2 separate regions of the Sus scrofa genome follow, and region 2 is linked to region 1. A link is a contact called in public Hi-C data. All regions are on one chromosome and are shown on one strand. Each heading gives the region's core, a stretch centred on a gene start, on an enhancer-like site or on the middle of the called end of the contact. The rest is flanking DNA. Distances are from core to core; before and after follow the strand shown.

Region 1 (4,150 bases), core at 1,236-3,735:
GGTCGCCTCCTCCTTTTTCTCTCCTCCACCTTGGGGGCCATGCTGCTGACAACCACGGGGGCTGTGGGCCCGGTGCTGCCCCTCCAGCCGCCAGGGGCCTCTCCCTGCCGGGGGCGGAGGACAGGCCTGGGCAGGAGGAGTCATGGCCGAGAGGACCTCGGTACAGCCCTCCGCCCGGCTCCTGCCAGGCTTTCCTCCCCTGGCGGGGAGAGTGGGCGCTGCTGTGGCTCTGGCTTCAGGCCCGGCTCTGCGGAGGCGCCGGGCCCCACCCGCCTGCCTGCCTGCCTGCCTGCGGCTCAGGCACCCCGTGCCTCAGTCCCTCGCGGTGCGCTTGGGAGGGTCTGGCCGGGGCTGTCCTGAGCTGTGCAGGAGGAATGTCTAGGTCATCGTAGGCCTGCCCGGGCTGGCCTCGCTCTCTGGAGGGTCTAACTCCGCCTTTCCCCCTGGGGATCAGGGGCTGAGCTGGGCCTGCCCTTCAGCCAGGGAGGCCCTCTGGGGTGAGGTGCCAGAGGGAGCCCACAGGTGGTGGAGTCTCCAAAGCCCAGAGGCCAAGGGCCTGGGGGGTCACTGGTGTGGGAAACCGAGGCCCAGACCTCTGACGTAGTGATTTGGGGGCGGGGTGGTGAAGTCTTGGTGACCTGGGATGGAGAAAGGAAGGTTCATAAATTCTCTACCCCTTGGAGTTCCCGTCCCGGCTCAGCGGAAACGAACCCGATTAATATCCACGAGGGCGCAGGTTCGAATCCTGGCCTTGCTCAGTGGGTTAAGGATCCAGTGTTGCCGTGAGCTGTGGTGTAGGTCGCAGATGTGGCTTAGATCCCGTGTTACTGTGGCTGAGGTGTAGGCTGGGCAGCTGCAGCTCCGGTTTGACCCCTAGCCTGGGAACTTCCATATGCAGGTGCAGCCTGAAAAAGACAAAACCAAAGCAAACCAAACCAAACCAAACAAGTTTACTTCTCTGAACCGAGGGAGGCCTGCCTGGAGGATCGAGGGCCGTCAGAGGGAGAGGGGTTCCTGGCAGCAGGGAGGGGGAAGGTCATTCCCTGTGAGGCTGGTGCAAGGCTGGCCTCTGACCCACTCAGGTGACCCCGGGTTCTCTTGGTTCCCTCCCCCAAGACTCTCCTGGAGGAGCAGAAGTCCTCCCTGATTCCTGACCTGGAGGAGCCCTGGTGATCTGACGTGCTCCCTAGTCTTGGCTTTGAGGCCCCCTCCCCACCTCCAGCAACCCTGGGGACCCCCGGACTTTACGGGCAGGGTGGGAGCAGGATAAAGTCCAGGTTGTCCCTCTCTCAGTAGCTCGTGCAGCCCCCACTGTCCAAGCAAGGAGACACCCTTGCGAGCGAGGCCACCCACTTTCTAGGCAGGAAGTCCGCCCAGCAGTCTGGCCTCAGCACAACAGCTCTGATCCTCGTGGAACCCCAACTCCCTCCCTGTCCCTGTGGGTGGGCTGAGAGCCCAGGCCACCCACGTGCCCCCCCCACTCCCACCCCTGCCTGGCCCCAGGGCCTCGCCGCCCCTGGAAGCTCCCCATTCAGACAGGCCCCGTGCAGACGCCAGGGTCCTGGCAGCGCCTAAATCATTAGCACCGAGGAGATTAGGTTGGTAATCTCTTTGTCGGTGCGGGCAGGTGCCAGCAGCCAGGATGTGGGATTGCGCTTTTTCCCTCGCAGGGGCCGCCCTTCCCCAGGGCGTGGCGCCATGGGTGGAGAGCTGCCCGCCACACAGGCCCTGCACCCCACACTTCCTCGGGGAGCCCCTGGGGAGTGTCTTTCCTCAGGTACAGGGGTACAGGGTGGGGGGCGATGAGCAGGAGCGGTCACCCGAAACTCTGCTGCTTCCTCTCCATCAGCCCAGCTTGACCGATGTCACAGACTCACCCGAGGGTGACCTCCTGGCTCCCAGGTGTCAAAGACTGTGGGAAGCAGGCCTTACCCTTATTTTACAAACGAGGCAACTGAGGCTCTTGGACCGGATTCCCGAAAGCTTGCATCTGAAGCTCTGCTGTCTGTTTGCCTCTGATAGGGCAGCGTCCAGGCCAGGGGTGCCTCTCCTCCCACAGACCTAGAATGACCCCAGGAGATGGGGTGGGAGTGGGGGAGGCCCTCAGATCAGAGGCTGCTTCGCCCCCCCACCCCCTCCAGCCTGGGGAGTGGCCTCAGGGCCCGGTTGTGCCTGGGAGAGGCTGCGCGCCCGCATCTGGAACTCAGGAATCCTGGGCGAGGGGCTAGCCCAGCCCCAGGCTCCAGGCCTGTGGAGCCTTGTTCTCTAGTCTCCCCCCAAGAATGAGCTCAGCCGCCTAATTGCCGCTGAGGATGGAGGATCACCCTGCCCCGGGGCTGCGGCTCCAGCCCCACTTTTGTTTCCAACAGACAATGGGCTGCTGAGAGGCCCTCGTGCCCAGGCCAGGCTCCTGCCGGGGGAGGGGGCCCACGGATGAGATCTGTGTGTCCGGCCTGAGCCCCAGGCCCTGGGCGGCTGGTGTGGCAGCAAATTACATGGCTGGGGGTTTGGCTCTGACTTCAAGGGCCAGGGACCCAGCCCCCCTTTGAGCCTGGCTATAAAGGGCTGCCCGGGGTCTCTGTCCAGACCAGATCCTCCATCCGACTTGTGGACACCATGGCCACCACGACCAGCATCCGCCAGTTCTCAACCTCCGGCTCCGTCAAGGGCCTGTGTGTGCCCGGCGGGGGTTTCTCTCGGGTCTCCTCCATCCGCGTTGGGGGCGCCTGCCGGGCCCCCAGCCTCCTGGGAGCCGGTACCTGCGGCAACATGTCCATGGCCTCGTCCCGCTTCTCCGCGGGGTTGGGGGGTGGCTACAGCGGGGGCTACACCTGCAGCCTGGGCGGGGGCTTCGGCTCCAGCTTTGGCGTGGCCGACGCCCTGCTGGGGGGCAGTGAGAAGGAGACCATGCAGAACCTCAACGACCGCCTGGCCTCCTACCTGGACAAGGTGCGCGCCCTGGAGGAGGCCAACGCCGACCTGGAGGTGAAGATCCACGACTGGTACAAGAAGCAGGGCCCCGGGCCTGCCCGCGACTACAGCGCCTACTTCAAGACCATCGAGGACCTGCGGAGCAAGGTGGGAGCGGCCGGGCCTCTGTCCTTGGTACCTGCTTCTGACTCACGCCGTCTCAGCTTTGGACCTGGCAGACATTTCTTCTCCCTGCTACGTCTCCATCCTTCCTTCCTTCATTCCTTCACTCTCTCCCTTGCTCTGGATCACAGCCCTGTGCCCGCCACTGGTCCAAGTCCTGGAGGACGTCCCATACCGGGTGGCTGTTTGGAGCGCCTCCTTCTGGGCGAGGGCATTTGGGGTGGGTGATGGGGACGTGGGCAGGGAAGGCTTCAGAACCTTGAGGGCAGCAGAAGGCCTTCCGGGTATGGAGATTAGCATGGACCCAGGTGGCTGCTGGGGGATGAGGCTGGATGTCTCCTTTTCATGATCCCATACCCTTCTGAATCCTCTCCACTCCCTCGCCTGCCTCACCTCCTCCAGGCAGTCCTCCTTGAATGGATGGCACTTGGCTTTTATCCTCAGATCTTGGGGTCCCTTCTACACTTTGAGGTTCCACCTGTGCTTTGCTCACTGTGCTGATTTCACTGAGTCTGACATGTTCTCACAGCTGCTTTGGTTGTGGGTCCTTCTTACTCCTTCTGTGATGGTCCCTCTGGGTGTCCCTAAGGGCAGAGGCTGTCTCTCCTTGCAGACTGAGGCAGGAGTCCCTGGGGAAAGGAGCTGTGTTTTCTTCTTTTCTTTCTTTCTTTTTTTTTTTTTTTTTTGTCTTTTTGCCTTTTTTTCTAGGGCCGCTCCCGCGGCATATGGAGGTTCCCAGGCTAGGGGTCTAATCGGAGCTGTAGCCCCTGGCCTATGCCAGAGCCACAGCAACGTGGGATCCAAGCCACGTCTGCAACCTACACCACAGCTCACGGCAATGCCGGATCGTCAACCCACTGAGCAAGGGCAGGGATCGAACCTGCAACCTCATGGTTCCTAGTCGGATTCGTTAACCACTGTGCCACGACAGGAACTCCCAGAGCTATGCCTTCTCACTCAGACTGGAAGCACACAGGGGGAAGATTTTTTCTGACTTAATCTGCTGGAGGAGACAACACACACACACACACACACACACACACACACACACACACAC
Region 2 (4,150 bases), core at 1,055-3,554, 78 kb after region 1:
TCTGTCCAGATATATGCCTAGGAATGAGGTTGCTGCATCGTATGGCAACTCTATATTCAGTTTTTTTGAGGAATCTCCATACTGTTCTTCACAGTGGTTGCTTCAATTTACATTTCCACCAACAGTGTGGAAGGGTTAGGCTGTGGAATCCTCTAGTGTTCAATTTCTAGAGCAATCTTGGGGGCTGCGCCGAGGCTGCTATGAGCCCCTTGCTTACACCCACATTTCCTATCTGTGCAGGGCAACTGCTGGGGGTCGTGGGAGCTTGGTGGTAGCCCCCCCCGCCCCAGTTCAAATACTAACCCCATTCCTCCCAGAGTGTTTCCTCCTATAAGGTGGTTCTGGGGGGACCAAAGTTCAGAGAGGTTCAGTGACTTGTCTAAGGATCAACAGCTGGTCGGGAACTCCCTACCTCCTTGGTTTTGAGCCCACGTGCATGGGATTCCATGGCTGGTGGGATTTCCTTTTGGCAACTTGTCTCATCCCCTTACAAGAGATTTGGGAGTGTTTCTAGATCTCACTAGATCTATCCTCCTAATTTGTTCAGCTTTCCATAGCTTGATCTCCTAAGGGTCCCATGAAATTCCACCCTGAATAGAACTGGGAATCCAGGGCACTGGCCTATTCTGGGAAGGTTTTAAACATTTGAGTGACATTATGATGCCAGCAAGGATGGTACTGGGAGGAAGGAGGCTGGGCTGATGGCCTGGGGGGGGGGGGCGGATGGGGGGTGGCAAAAGCCAGGGTCGTTAAATTGGGAAATGCGGGCAGTTTCCATCAGCTTCCGATTCCTTCACAGCTGTGGCTGCAGCGGCCCCTTGTGGCCATTTTACACCCGAGGAAACTGGTGTCGGACAATCTTAGCGCTAAGAGGGGAGGTATCTTTCCTTCGATGGCCTCCTTCACTCCTTTGTTGCCCAAAGAAGGAAAGACACATGCCTAGGGTCACGCAGCTAGAATCGGAGTCTTTGGACTTCCAGTCTTTCTGGGACTCTTTCTTCGTACCCCTCTCAGCTCGGTGCCCGTCTGCTCTCCATAGGGGGGCCGGGGAGTAGCCTGGAGTGTAGGGCCTGTCCTTTCCCAGACCGACCCCTCTAACCCTAAGAACTGGGCACAGTCAGAAATGCAGTAAGAGGGGGGCTGTATCAATTGTCAGGGCGGCGCCGAGTTGGCCAGGTCCCGGGACCTCCAGGGGGCGCTTTGGCGCCGAGTTGGCCGGGTCCCGGGAGTCCCGCTTGAACCTGCGGAGGGCGCTCAGCCTGCTGAAGACAAAGGGAGGAGCTTTGTCAGTCCCCCCCCGCCCCCGCCCCGCCCTGAGCCGGCAACTACTGGTTGAAGCTCCGGAGTGGACCCCACCGCCTCTGATCCGCCTTGTGATCCCCTCTTCTCTCGGAACCTCCGAATAGCCTGGGGAGGTGGGCAGGCAGGATCCTTGTCACGGGTACTGAGACCAGCCAGCTACTAAGGACAGCAGCTCCCCGGCCCCCTGTCCCTGTGTCCTTCAGCAAGTCACTTAATTTTCTGTGCCGCAGTATCATCTGTGAGACGGGTGGTTATGATATCTCTGGGAAGATTGTTGTAAGAAGTGGACATAACGAATTATGTCCTGGTGCCTCATCTTGGGTAGCTGGTGTAGGAAATGTGGGGCTGCAGGGTCCAGGCTGTGCCATCAGAGCCCTGCTGTGTCTCCCTGAGGCAGGGGTGAGCTTCCCTGGACTCTGGGGTGCAGGGCGTGGGCCGCACTGCTCAGGCTGTTGCAGCCGGTGCGGCGATGGCGCTGAGAGCGGCCAGGGCTGGCGGGATCAGGGCCAGGGCCTGGGCAGGGTGTGAAGGATGTGGGCTGAATCACTCAGCAGCCCAGACACTGTGGAGTGAAGGGGCGGGAGTGCGGGGGCCGGCCAAGTCCGGCAGCACCAGGCACCAGATACCAGGCTTGGAGGCAGCCCTGCGGAAGGAGGCGAGGGCATGGCACCGGCGGCGCCAGCCCCACACCAGCTCTTATCCTGCGGGTGTGCTCCGGGAGCAGGGGTGGAGCTACAGGAGAAATGTGCCCTGGGACAGCTCAGCGTGTGTGCCTGTGTGGGGGGCATGGTCCAGGGAACCGATGAGGGTCAGGCTGCTTCTCTCCCCTCTTCTGCTGCCCACCGCCTCTGCTCCCCGCCCTTCCCCCTTGCTAAGGCCATTCTTCCTGCTCCTGGGGCTGGGGGTGGAGGAGAATGCCCCGTGGGCCCCTCCCAGCCCTGGTGGGGATACCATCTAAGACAGACAGACGGGGCGGTGTCTGCACTTGCACCAGGTCCAGGGCAGCTGACCTCCCACTGGGACTTGAGCCACACCGGCATGGCTCAGGGTGCCTGCAGGATATGCTGACACTCAGGGTCAGCTGAATGCACTTTAGAGGAAGAACTGTTTTTGGAGGTCTGGACAGGAGCAAGGATGGGGTAGCAATGGGGGGAGGGGAGCCTGGAAACTGAAGGGGCCAGTAGGGGAGGGGAGCCGGGAGCTGGGGAGGGCTCTGCGCAGAGGGCTGCCCCGCAGGAGCAGTGACCTCAGCTGCCCTGCAGGGGGAGTACGTGCCCGCCTCGCTCTTGCCTCCCGCCCACCTCCGGCAGCCGCTTCCCATTGGCTGATCCAAAGGGGCCGCGGAGATCAGCCTTGGGGCACAGAGCCAGGCCGAGAAGGGTGGAGACTAGTTCTGGAAGGAAGCGATAGAATTATCAGGGGGTGGGAGACAAATATAAATATAATCAATATGATAAAATATAAACCTTGCCCCCAGGAAACTCATCACCTGGTTGAGGAGATCAGAGGCTATAAGCTATCACCAGGAGATGTGGGGTGGGACAGCCCCAGGAGAGGGTCAGATAAAGCTCAAGGCAGGTCAGAGGTGGGAAGGAGTTGGGGAGCAGAGGGTGACAGCAGTCACAGGGCCTTGAAGGTGGTGTATTGATTTCCTGCTGCTGCTTGAAAAAGTTACCACAGACTCAGTGGCTTAAAACAACACAAGCTTACTATCTTACAGTTCCGGAGTTTCGGAAGCCTGAAATGGGTCCTACAGGCTAAAATCAAGGTCTCTGCAGAATGGCGTTCCTCCTGGAGGTTTTGGGGGAGAATCCGTTTCCTGGTCTTTTCCAGCTTCCAGGGCCGCCTGGGTTCCTAGGCTTTTGGCCCTTTCCTCCTCCAAAGTGCACCACTCCAGGGATTTCTCATTGTGCCTCAGTGGGTTATGAACCTGACTAGTATCTCGGAGGATGCAGGTTTGATCCCTGGCCTCATTAAGGATCTGGCATTGCCGTGGCTGTGGCATAGGTAGGCCGACAGCTGCAGCTCCGATTTGATCCCTAGCCTGGGCACTTCCATATGGCAGGTGCGGCCAAAGTGTATCACTCCAACCTCTCTTTCCAGGGCCACCTCTGGACCATTTGCTTCCCTCTTACAAGGCCCCTTGTGATCACCTGGTGCCCTTTTCCATGATCCGGGACAATGATCCATTGCAAGAGCCTTAACTTCATCACATCTGCTTGGTCCCTTTTTGCCACGTGGGATGCATGTTCACCAGTTCTGGGCATTAGGACTTGCACACCTTTGGAGGGTCCGGCTTGGACCTGTGATGGCTGAGAGTGAGGACCCTGCAGGTGGAGGGGCCGGCTGAGCAGGACACCTGCAGCTGCTGCCAGCACCAGGTGTGCAGTTGCAGGGAGGTGTGGTTTGGGGGAAACAGGCCTGGGGAAGCTGAAAGGCCAGAGTCTGTCCCATTTCCAAATAAACATAGTTGGCCTCTTGAGTTGAGGGAGCAAATATTGCCCCAGAAGGACGGGTGGGCCCTTGGGCGCCGGTTAGTGCCACTGTGTGGCATTCATTCCACTGTTTTATGGAAGCACCAGTCCTGGCCAGTTTCGGCTTTGTCGTTGTCCCTCAGTGGTGTACTCCATTTAGCCCAGCTCCCTTCCCACCCATGCAACCCAATCCCCCCACCCCTGACAGCTTCAGAATCAGTACTGCTCTCTCTTCCGAGAAAGCGCAGGTCTGGACTTGTGTTCCCCGGGAGGCCTTCCCCGCCTCCTCCCCTCTGATTCTCTCCTCTGACTTTACCCCCCAGCCACACCCAGCTGCTCCCAGCTCCCAGGCCCCTCATTCACTTACAAAAATC

Evidence for each region. A called contact is a pair of places that touch in the nucleus more often than the background predicts.
Region 2: a Hi-C map of omental adipose tissue shows a contact between it and region 1, with 1.9 times the contacts expected there. The contact joins the enhancer-like site here to the promoter of LOC100737030 in region 1. A contact is called at or near these places in 18 of 47 Hi-C or Micro-C datasets (alveolar macrophages, brain, embryonic fibroblasts and 11 more) and 1 of 2 datasets of contacts at active chromatin or transcription factors (skeletal muscle).

The regions. Positions count from the first base shown.
Region 1 is chr12:21,011,697-21,015,846 of Sscrofa11.1, forward strand. LOC100737030 (keratin, type I cytoskeletal 42) reads left to right here and starts at 2,486. Exons shown (of 8, transcript XM_003482983.3): 1 at 2,486-3,078. The coding sequence starts at 2,617.
Region 2 is chr12:21,089,562-21,093,711 of Sscrofa11.1, forward strand. No RefSeq gene overlaps it. Among named protein-coding and RNA genes, the nearest start is that of KRT19, 24 kb to the right of the region's middle. Within about 2 kb of position 2,305, at least 26 of the 83 cell types and tissues checked have an H3K27ac peak or open chromatin away from gene starts, as enhancers often do. A contact at or near this core is called in omental adipose tissue, where this site is marked.